Linked DNA regions of Gossypium hirsutum: region 2 is linked to region 1. Evidence: chromatin contacts called from public Hi-C data. All regions are on one chromosome and are shown on one strand. Each heading gives the region's core, a stretch centred on a gene start, on an enhancer-like site or on the middle of the called end of the contact. The rest is flanking DNA. Distances are from core to core; before and after follow the strand shown. Region 1 overlaps LOC107898986 (branched-chain amino acid aminotransferase 2, chloroplastic). Region 2 has its middle 8.5 kb from the start of LOC107899213.

Region 1 (6,241 bases), core at 1,150-3,649:
ATAATTAACCCTCAATTTTATATTAAATGACTAAGGTGAGTCAAAACCTCCAAAATTGAAATTAAGTGCAAGTCATTGAAATATGGATTGTTATAGACTATTGAAATTTCCCATAAATCTTTGAATTATAAAATTGATATTTATCCTCCTTTATTTGTAATGCTGAATCTAAGACTTTCATAGCAAGTGCTGTTCTCAAGGCATGAAAAGAAAAAATTGTTGCCATATTTGTAACGTGTTTTTTTCTACCAGATTGGAACCCTAATTCTGCAGTCCATCCAATTGAAAAACACTAAGATGACCTTGCTCTCTCTTTATTTAATTGTTAAAAAAATATAACACATTAAATCAAGAATCGTGACAAAGATATGTTTTGAAATTTATGCCTAATTTCTAGAAACATGTTTTATGGTGGTTTGATTTGAGTGGTCAAGAAACATGTGAACGACTTCATTATCAATGTTATAAATGTAAATGCATGCACCTTGTTTTTTCAAATCTGTAGCCCTACTAATTGTATTTCTAAAGCTCAGTGTAATTAGAAAATTAGCTTGGTGAGTAAGATTTTTTTTTTTTTTGGAGGAATTAATTTTATGTAAACTTCTATTAGTCCATTATAATCCTTCTTTAATATTTATATTTGATATTATCAATCAAGTTTTAGTAGGGCTTTAAATCCTAAATACAATTCATCATGTACAGTTAAATTGTATGGATCACCGAATTCCATTATAAGTTATTGTCACGTATTTGATATTAGTAATTCTATTCTTTATTTCAATTCTTCTAAAATAATTTGACTCTATATTTAATTATTTCAGCATGTATTTATACTGGTATTTTTATTATATTCTACTCATAAACTTTTAAAATATATTCATATTTGATGAGGTTTTTTAAATATATTTGATGAGTTAAAACTATATACTAAATCAAAAGAAAATTATCTTTTCTTTGGACGAATTACTAATTATTAGTATTGAATCCCAAGCGTCTAGAGTACAAAAATAAATTATCATGTGAAGGAGAAAAGAAATAACCTAGTTTTGTATAATAAGGGAGGGGTAGGTATAGGGTTTGAACTCTGAATTAGGTGACAAGAGATAAAGCAATTAATGAAGCTATATTATTGTTCTTCGTTTTCAGTATTGTGATATATATATATAAAAGGAAAAAAAAAACCTGATGATCTGTGGGGATCATCATCAGCATATGATATCTAGAAACCATGACATGCAAAAGCATGAGGAAGAGTGGCTCCATATAGGGGTGAAGACTTTGTAATGGAAGAAAGGTTCAAAAGATGTTCCCTGAATTGACTGCCATTGAAGGGGATAAAGTGATTGATACTTTCCAATCATGTGCTAAATCCTCCATGAAAACTGAAAAAGCAAGTCAGCAAACGCGGTTTCTATCTCTCTTTTTGCTCAGCTGCTGTTGCAGTAATGCTGAGTTTAGAAGCTCAGGAAAAAGATGTGTAAAAAGGTCAAAAGAACAAAGAAAAAAACAATTTGCAGATAAACCCAGATTCTTATGGTAACTTTTGAAGTTTCAATATTGGTTTATATGGCTGTCATTCAATTTTGATTAATATAATATTCACAATGTATTTTTCTTTCTTTTTCCCGGGCCGTTTTCACAAGCCAATGTGTTCTTGTAACGTGTCTCTTCCTTCTTTGGTTTATAGGGGGTTTTTTTCTTTTCTTTTTTTACTTAAAAAAAGTAATCACAAAACTGATTTACGGTTCGCTCAAGCTGGAGGTGATATTTAAGTACCTCTCTCTTTTAAGAGTTATGACTTGAGATTTGATCTCAATCCAAACACTCTGCTTTTTTTAATTTAGGTAGAAAAAGCATTGCTTTATGTTTGAATTAATTCTAGAAACCCTGATGGAAGAATGCTATGATATTTAAATATGAATATAGGTTAAAAACATTCATATGTATAATAACATCAAGAAAAATTGAGTACGTACGTCTTAGAAATATTTTATCCGACACTAATCCAAATCCATATAACATAGGACCAAAAGTACTTCCTCAGTGAGGGATAGGCAAATGTTTCATTACTACAGGGGCCTTACTTTGGGTAATGATTGCCTTGTTGTTATTATTATTATTTAAGGAGGAAAAGAAAAAAGGATTCAAGGTAAAGTCGGGAAACAAGTTGGGTCCAGTAACGCTGGGTTTCAGCTTATATTAACAAATAGAATGGTATGGTCAGAAACATACAACTCAAAGCTGGTTTGGGAAAAGAGTATGAATGCCAATCCACGAAAGTAACTTAAATGCAAATGCCAGACAATTCTTCAGCAATTTCTTTTAGACACATCACATGAAGGGAAAAGGAAAGAAGCACTTTGTCTAAATAGTTTTGAACACACTCAATCACGTAATAGTGGGCTGGACTTCGGCCGACCACCTCCGCGTTCACTTACACACCACCTTATGAATTCCAGGGCCCATCTATTGTGGCATTTTCAAGTAAATTCTACATTTACACGTAAATTTTCAGCAAATCAAACAAGCAAATTGGATTGGTTGCTTTTCAGGCCAACTTTTATTTTTTATGCTTAGTTTCCTTCTTTAAAACAAAGACCGTCTCTATGGCCAACAATTGAAATTTCACTAACTTGATAAGTTCCAAGACAAAAACTAAGGAAATCCTGACCAACATAAAGATTAAAACTATATCTACACATTACTAAAGGGAGAAAACAAACATTTTAACCAATGCAGGCCATGTCTCAGGTGGAGTCAAAACATGCAAACCAGACTGTGACTTACAGTATCCTCAACTCAACTCAACTCAACAGTCCAGTCCATCTTGTCGTCTATAAGACCCATCTGGAGTCTGGTAAGCACAGAGTAGAGCTGTTGTGCAACAGCCCCAAAACCATCTACGCCATATGACACCCTGCACGTTTTGAAAATCTTTACATCAAATTTGATTTCTTCCACCACAGAATGCGAAATGGACAACCTACTTCAGCGTTTAGGGAAAATGCAAGTAAAATAGCAGTCTTGCTTTATCAAGACAATGTTACCTATGGCTTCAATCACTTTCTATTAAATAAAGTTTACAATCATAGAAATAGAGTGAAAAATTTGTAAACAAAATGACTTTTTCCTGTACTCAATGTCCATCTAAAAGGTAAGCTCAACTGTGGACTCTCCTAATTTTCCATACAATTGGGAAGTTTAAATTCTATAGACATGAAAAAAAAGTAACTAATGAAACACTACATGCCTACCATCTCCATCTTTGTCTCCAACAATGATATAGAGACAAGTAAAAATTTAAGACTGTAAACAGAACATGAAGAAGCAAATTACTAACTAAAGAAAAAGACATTTACTCAATTGCACATGGAATTTACCTTTTACCCTTGTATGTAATGCTGCCAACAGGCGACACTACTACTGCTGTCCCTGTGCAAAACACTTCGTCAGCATCAAGCAATTCATCTACTGGCACAAAACGCTCCTCAACCTGCATCATCAGCAGGGTTAGAATTAGGAAGTGATCCTAAGAGCTCCCTCAGACACTCAGTGATTCAAATGAGTTACTATTAGGATGTCATACAATAGAAAAATTGAAAAATTTTACTAACTAAATCAGGAGAGACCATGCATAAAAAATCAGAAAAAAGAAATTGAAGAATGCCTACCAACGAATTCAGAAGATATAGACAGGTGAAGAAACTTTATAATCAAGGAAAATAGGCAGTATTCTTTTCCCTGTTCTCTTTCTAAGATTTGCAAGCCTTTACCTCTAAAAAGGGATTCTAAGCGACAAAGAAAAGAAAGAAAAGGATGGTAACCACTTTGAAACACTCCATAAGAAAAAACATTAGACAAGAAACACCAAAACTATTTTTCACATTAACACAACAGCATCCACATGCTGTAGAAACTAAATAATACACATTCTCCATGATCAAACAGCTGAATTTTGAGCCATAGGGCTCATGTAGGAACTCTTTCCGTATTTTGATTCCTGAATCATTAATGTCTAGGAACTTCCATACCAATCAACAAAGAATATGATTTCAATGTGCATATTATGTGTAAATCCATTTTTTCATTAACAAGTCCGTAGAAGGCAATGCAAGGACTCCAGGAAACACAATGAAAAGAACTTCAGTTGCCCTCCATTATCAAAGAATAAAGATTCTGTAATGCCAACTTTATCCTGCGATAGTAATAACTTGAAACTCTAATAATTAGGAGACAAACCCTTCGATGTCAGGTAAAGTGTGTGCAAATCCAATTACATGCATTCCTGGATATACATGATATTACTTTTAACACAATTAATTTGTCAACAGTCTTCCAAACTGCAGAACAAGTACCTGGAACCCTTGGCTTCGAGCAACATCAATTATACTCTTTCTTGTGATGCCAGGTAAGATTGTTCCCTTTATTGCAGGAGTTGAGATGACATCACCCTGAAAACACAAATATTAAGTTAAAAAAGGAAGCATTAGTGTCAACAGCACTATCTCAATATGTTTGAACTCATCAACCACCATTGAGTACAGAAAAATAAAAAACAAGCCTTAATTAACTCTGAGATTAAATCCTTCAACAGATCATTTAAACCGCAACTATTTTACCGTAAATAGATTAAACAAAATATCCTTCAACAGATCATTTAAAACCAATTATTTTATTTGATCAAACTATGCAAGTATTTAGAGATACTAAATTTAACAAAGATGAATTGTTAGCATCTACAACTGGCTGTAGTGAATAAGCAAAAGTCATTTAGCCAAGGTCGAGACAATATGGCAACCCCAATTCTTATTTGAGTGTCAATGAAAGACTACAAAGATGGGACTCTTTTGTTGTTATGGTACATTACACAAACATTCAGCAAGGAGATTATGGTAACAGAATGGCCCACTGATAAAGCATGGTTATGAAGTTTCAATATTAAGACACATACTTGCTGAACAAATGGAACAAGGTTTTCTAAGAGTGGGAGAATGCAGAAAGGTAGGGGCAATATCCAGCTAAAACATAGATTGCTGTTAAATGCATCTATCTATTATAAAATGAGTGATGTAACAAAGCATGGTTATAAAATATTAACTACGACAATTGAACATAATACCTTCACCACGAAAATGTTGCAAGAAGAAACTTCCTCCAAATACTTTTTGTGAACACAATCAAGATAGAGAACATCAGAATATCCTTTGGCCTTTGCAGCAGATTGTGCCTTCAGAACCTGCATATGACATAAAGAGACAGCATTAACTTGTAGAAATTTAATGAGTTCAATTGTTTCACCGTCAAAAGCGTTTCAACTGCCAAAGGCAAACAACATGGTAATGGATTCCTAAGCACCAGAAAGCTAGCTTACCGCAGCATAATTCCCAATGGTTTTAACACCCCCAGTGCCACCAGGAGTGGCACGATGCAATTCATGCTCCACAATTAAATTTATTGGAGCAACACCTTCCTGGAATCATATATAAATTATGGTGAATGAACACATCATACAATGGTATGCCAAAACTATCAAAACAAGAAAAATACCAAAGAGTAAACATAATGCAAATGTTTGGCTAAAGAAACTAATAGCTTAATATTATCAGCCTTTATTTGAGAAAGAAAATGGTAGATGGTAGAAGGCTTTTAGACTTAGCACAATAACAAATGGTTGCTTCTCATAAGGATCAAAACACAAACCATCTTCATCAATTACTAATTTATGGAAGTTATAAACTTAAACCAACAAAACCTTTCTAAAATATTGGCATGCAAAATTAAGAAACTTAATCACAAACCAGTCTCTGGCTCAACAAGGGCATCCACATGTGGGAAAACATTCCACATAAAGCAGCAGTTCATTTTTCTATTCAAATATGTTACATAATACTTTCAAGATAAGTTATTTTGCATACAAAGTCATGCTCATATTTTCCTCCAAGGTTACCTATAAAGATTTAACTTTAAGCCTTTCATGGTTATATAAATAAGAACTCTAAAACAAATTATAGAACTAACATTCTCTCTTGCTTCCACAGGGACGAAGACAGAGGGGGCACCCCCCGCCCCAAAAAAAAGGGTAAATTTATCATTTAGTCCCTTAAATTTTTATGAAATTACATGTTAGTATGATGGAAAAATTGCATTTTGGCCCCCCAATAATTTATGATTCATCTCTGGCCCCCCTCTAAAGTAATCTTCTGGCTTTGTCCCTGCTTGGCCAAAGAAATGGAAATCTGAT
Region 2 (6,353 bases), core at 3,471-5,970, 89 kb before region 1:
ATTAATGGCTTTAGGTGGAATAAAAAATAATTTAAAGAAGAAAGTGGGAATTTCGGTCGATTTCTTGTTCTCCTTTGATATTTGATTGCATGTGGTATTCACAGAATGATCAAGTTTTTGCTGCACAATTTCTTATGAAACTATGACCTTATGCTGTTATTTTATATTAAAAACAAATTATTCAAGTCCATATTTTATTCAATTAAACAACCTTCTTTCATATAATTCCACCAAATTTATTCACAATTTTCATTCCACTCAGTGTTGGAATCATGTCATATGTATTTATGATTATTTTTTAAGTGTAGTATAATTATTTCTTTGTTGGAATGTGAACACGGTTTTAGTTAATTTAGTCAACGCGGCTTCGGTTTTGTCATCTATATTAAAACAAAAACAAAATCCCATTAGGGAGTGAAAGTAAAGTGTTGGAGTGTCCTTTTGGCTGGGAAAAATAGAGGCATAAAAAGATAATTAAGGGTCGGAAACAGCTAATTAATTGGCTTTTCATGAAGACAATGAAAGAGAAAAAGCAATGAAAAGAGGGACATTAAAACCATTGATTATGAGAGCTTTGTCCAAACCCCAACATCTGAAGTAGACCTAAATCACCCACCCCTATCTATTAATGTCTATACATTACAAAGATTATAGGGGACATCGACAAGAAAGAATATTTTTTTTTTGTTACTTTTTCGGGTAAATTTTCATTCCCAACTCTATCATTTTTTATTTGGATCTTCAACTTAACAGATTTCACATCTTTTGTTCCTATATTTTATATAATTTTTTAATTTATGTTATCCTCAAACTCCATTAAAAATTTATAGAAATATTTTATCGTAATTAAAATCAATTATATTATTTGAAGATAATTTAATTTTTTTATTTAAATAAAAAATTAATAAAAATATGTATATGATAAGATTTGATCTCAAATCAATTGTATTAATAAAATTTTTAATTTGCCACTTAATTAAAGTTTTATTTTGATATTTTTATATATTTTGATTTTTATTGTATTTATGTTAATGTATTTGATTCAATAGACGTCACAAATTAATTCAACGCCGACTCAAGTTGATGACAACACCATAATAAATAATTTTAATCTAATTTTTTGTTTTGACATCACATACATTTCATGTATTATTATTAATTAGTTTCAATTTATATATTTCATAATTAATTTATTGTATGTCATTTTTAAATACACGTATATGTGTTTTAAGATATTGATATTTACATAGTATTTATGTTATTTATATTTATATTTTATATAGCTAATATATTGAGATATGATTACGTGGGTATGGGAGTCATGTGGGTTTCACATGAGCGAAGCAGAGCAGCACATGCTATTAAGCTTAAAGGAACATAGAAACCACCTGCACTGCGCAATCTTATAAAACCAAATATTAATCGGTATCATTATGCACAAATTGAACCCATATTTATAAAATAATAAAATAATTTCAAATAAAATTTAATTAAAATATATAAAGAAAACCAAATAATGGTTTATAAAAATTTAAAAATATAGTTTGAAAGAGGGTGCAGAGTGAAGGTGGTGAAAGAAGGGGGGGGGGGGGCAAGTGAACATGGCTCACTACTGCCTCATCATGGCCCTCCTCCCTAACCCACTTCCCATACCCAAATTTAACTCTTTTGAAGTTTAAAAAGAAATAAAAATAAAAACTTTAGAATCTGAATTTTGGGGCCATTGATGTAGATTGGTGTTATTGTTTTGGGGAATTTAATTTGATTTGAATGATTGAACAATGAGAGGTTTTCTTCTCATTTGTTTTTGTCTTCATTTAGGACCATACCATAATAATGTAAAACCTATAATATATATGAAAGCTTTTTGTTGTTCAAAACGCGTCATCCATACATTATTAACCTTTTTTTAATATCATTAACTTAGTTTTTCGTATTTATAATCTTTAAATTATTATAATAACAATGATATCAAACAATGTAAATTTTAATTAATGAATCATACATTTATTTTTTTATATTTCTTCTAACAATGTTTTTTCTAATCTTCGAACTTACATTATGATTATAATATATATAGATGATACATGATTTACGAATTGTATGATAATCAATAAATAAATTATTTTTATTTGTTTTAAAAAGGTTAAAATTTTATGTTTAATTATTAATGTATAATTTACGAAAAATGAGTGTAAGTGAATAATTTTTTCAATTCAGTAATAATTAAACATAAAATTTTAACCTATGTTTATTGTATTATATTTTATCAATTATATTACTTATCAGTGAGAAATTTTAACATCTTCTATATTCTTATTGTTTTACCCTTTTCTCTATATTTTCATAGTTAATTTTCACTCTTAATAATTTTTTTTATCTTTATTTATAATTATGAATAACTTTATAAAATACACTTTTAAGTAATTTTATATTTTATCTATCAAACAATAAAATGTTACATTTCATTTAAATGGACCAAACAAGGTAACCTAACATACTAGATAATGTACTAAATAATCATATATTCTAATAATATTATTTATTAACATTCATTCAACCAAACATCCTCTCAATGTCGTATTGATTTTTAGAAGAGTTAATCTTGAAGTACAAATATTCAATACTCTCTTTTAATATGTGAAGTGCATAAAATTAGAATTTCAATCTCGAATCATGATCATCAAATGAATACACAAAATTACAATAAAAACTTAAAAGGAGAAAGATACATCTATATATATATTTAATTTAAAGCCAGGGCATCAATTAGAGAATATTGTAACGGGTAAAAGTCTTCAGAATTTCCAACATACATTAAGTCTCAAATCACACAAACGTGTGTCGTATTTTGTAATTTTGGGATTAATCACTATAAACATAAAACAAAGTTATTAATGTATTAATATATATATATATATAAGTATTGATGAGATTCATGTAATTTGCAATGCATGTTATTCATCACTACCTTAAGGTTTTCTTCCAAATATCTTATTTGATATGCTACATATGGGTGCCGAAAGCCCATAAAAACAAACAATTTCATTTGAAGTCATCAATGTTGTCTTAAACCCATACCGTCTGCAGGATGGAGAAAAAGAAATAATGTCGTATTACACACGGGCGCTTTGTCTGGGAAAGAAAAAAAGTATGTTTTGATGAACCTTTTTCAAAAGTTAGCCCTTGCTTAAGATCCTGTCTGCTCTCATTTTAGCAAACATCTATAGTTCTCATTAATAATTTAACCCCAAGCATGCATGCATATATATATATATAAATGCCAATATATATATATATAAATGCCATGGCCAGTCAGAGATTTGCAAGTTCAGTGAAGGCAGAAACAATGAAACATGTCTTTATGGTACGGGGAAGAGAATCTTCACATGACACATTATTTTTCGTGTAAAATTACAACATATGGTTATACTGAATTGATGTAATTAATTTGCATGGGATGCTACTTGCTTTCACTACAATTTCTTGGGGTGATAGAGTGACATTCCTTTCGGAACTCTCCCAACAATTTGCTCACTTTTTTGTATCCAAAAGTGGAAGATATATATCCCTAATATTCCGCTTCACACATCATCATTAATGTGGTTTATAACCTAAACTATTGTTCTTACCTGGCTTGCTTTATGAAAATTTGAAGCCGACCCTTGCTAGTAAAAGTACATACATATTCTTTGCATGTGGGCAGAAAAGTAAAGGAAAAAAGCAGACATTGAATGTGTTTATGAGATGATAATGGAGTAGACATCTGTTTAACAAATTGTTCTTGGCCCCTACCTTCACAATCCATCATTAATCGTCCTTTCAACCTTTTTAATATGATTTCTTACGTGCATTAAGGAACATTACAATTTACAAAATCACAGTTTAAATGCATCGAATATTGTTAATTAAATACTTTTTTTTCATTTAATAATGTATAAAAATGAATTCCTACTTTAATTATCTGACAATAAAAATGTTGAAATCACTTAAGAAATAAAAAAAATCTAAATTTAAAATAAATTAGAGAAGGAAATGAAAGTAAAAATAAACAAAATAATTTAACCACCTTTTGATGAATGCTATTAATCATTGTCCCATAAAAATTTTCTTAATCAAAATTGTCCATTTCTAGCATTAGAGAACTTTTTTTTCCTTATTTACTATTTACTACCAATAATTAAATATCTCACATCACATAATATAACATACATCTAATAACATAAGACTAGAAATAGTTAAACATTTCCTGAACCAAATAATAATGGACAAAATGAAAAGATAAACATTTGAAAAAAAATAGTTTTAATTTAAATGCATAAAATTAAATTAGATAAAAATAAAAAAATTATTTTGGGTGCCAATTGATCAATTTTAATGTAAAAAATATATACTCACATTCACATATACAAAGAAAATATTCAAAATTTTTGAGGTGACTCCTTAAGCTATCCACAATTGATTACAAATGTAAGCATTTGGTTAAAATATATATTTGATAATGAATCGAATTTTTATACGTTGAAGTCACCTGAGTTTATTTTTATTGATTGCATAGAATTAGATATTATCATCCAATAAAATATAAACCCAAAACCTAATTATTTTTATAGGTATTATTGAAATGTTGACAAGGCTACTACGTGAAGCCTGGAAGCCTTTATAATTCCAGGCCAGATATCTTCTTCTCCTAATGTAGCCCATAAATAAATGGTTAATGACCCATCAGGAGTTGTTTGGTCCCTACTTTGGCCTGGTGCTTCACACAAAAACATAATGTGTATGGGTCTATTCCAAATCTCGATCATGCTTCCAAAAATTGCGGTCCCTGAAGCAAAAAATGGTCATCCAAGAGTTTTGTGCATGTTCAAATTTAAACGCATGATGTTTGTGATATTCAAGTCATGCAGGCAAAAATGGTACCGCTTTGGTTGGTTAATCCAAATCCTTGCATTTATGACTTTTATAGTCTTAGAAGTTTTTTGCAAAGTTGAGCAACTCATAAAAAAATAATAATAATAATGGAAAAATGATTGATTATTACTCTCAATTATTGTTAAAGTAAAAACACTTAAAATAAGAAGAGTTATAGCATCCAAAAGCACGTCGAATTTTGTACATAAAATTGAATTAACCAAGTTTTCTAAGCACTTAAAAGCGCCTCTCTAGATGGTATAGTTTGTGTTTAGAAACCTTGATTGGCTTTTACAAAATATTATACTAGTTCTACCATCAAGAAGTACCATGACAATTTTCTCCTAATTTCATAGCAATAATTGGAAGTGGTTTCATATTTTATGGGTATTTCAAATGGTTCTCACAATATGAACTACTAAAACCATTTGAGGCAACTCCTATATTGCTAAAAAAACTAATAATTATGGGTGTAAATTTTACCATGTGCAGAGCTGTTTAAATTGAAATATAAATTAAAAATTTTGAAACAAAATCTTCACATTATCGGCACAATGTTGAAATATTCCATTTGTTAAACAAGTTTTTATGTACGGGTGGCTAAACTAGAGGGTTGTAAAATCAATTCCTAAGATAAGTTTGGAAGCTTAAATACATTGCAGACACAAACAAGTATGGCATCGCCCCCTCTGAATTTTGGCTTCTTCCCCCACTTTCAATCCATCATATTATCTCTTCCCCCAATACCCATTGTACAACAAATCCCGGAAGTTTTCGCTGAGAAAACCAAAATAAAGAGTGAGAATACTATATTTAAAATTCATCAACTGTCACTACCCGTATAGATTACAAAAAACCACCCAACTTTTTCTTCTTTGAAAACGAATAAACACAACCATCCAATTTTTTTAATCAGATACAAACAAGGTTTGCTAACTTTGAAGATTAGAATCAATTGGGAATAGTAACTCTATTAGTGTGAGTATCCCTATCAATAGATTAGTGGGATTGATTATTTTATTCTAAATAAAAGAATGTCGTCGGGTGGCTTTCGTCGCGGCGTAGGTGACCTTAAGCCTTCAATCAAGGTTTCATTTAGTTTGATTATGATTATTTTAATTGATAAACAAATAACAAAATAAAAAATTTAAAAAAAAAAAAGTTATGATCTGACACAACAATGTGCCCTTTAAAATTTTGGAAATTTTTGATGTTATCCTTGGACATTGTTTCTGTTTTGCCTTGTTCCAAGCCATCCATTATTCCTTTCACTTTACCAACACTTTTTATATTTGTTTACTGTGCTTGCCCAATTTATCCATCTCCATATATGCCTTCCTCGCAGCTTAATTTTTCAAAATTAAGATTGATTTGCATTATCATTTTCAAAATGGTACATCTCTCTTTATCCTGTCTCCCAAGGTAGTATGTACTTTGGG

The links. A called contact is a pair of places that touch in the nucleus more often than the background predicts.
Region 2: a contact with region 1 is called in a Hi-C map of leaf, with 4 times the contacts expected there. The contact joins two enhancer-like sites. A contact is called at or near these places in 5 of 34 Hi-C or Micro-C datasets (hypocotyl, leaf and seedling).

Annotation. Positions count from the first base shown.
Region 1 is chrA11:60,652,084-60,658,324 of Gossypium_hirsutum_v2.1, reverse strand. It overlaps LOC107898986 (branched-chain amino acid aminotransferase 2, chloroplastic), which reads right to left. Exons shown (of 10, transcript XM_016824578.2): 6 at 5,372-5,470; 7 at 5,120-5,236; 8 at 4,356-4,451; 9 at 3,381-3,493; 10 at 2,538-2,917. The coding sequence ends at 2,800. Among protein-coding and RNA genes, the nearest start is that of LOC107898986, 7.5 kb to the right of the region's middle. Within about 2 kb of position 2,399, at least 3 of the 9 cell types and tissues checked have an H3K27ac peak or open chromatin away from gene starts, as enhancers often do. A contact at or near this core is called in leaf, where this site is marked.
Region 2 is chrA11:60,743,393-60,749,745 of Gossypium_hirsutum_v2.1, reverse strand. No RefSeq gene overlaps it. Among protein-coding and RNA genes, the nearest start is that of LOC107899213, 8.5 kb to the left of the region's middle. Within about 2 kb of position 4,720, at least 1 of the 9 cell types and tissues checked has an H3K27ac peak or open chromatin away from gene starts, as enhancers often do. A contact at or near this core is called in leaf, where this site is marked.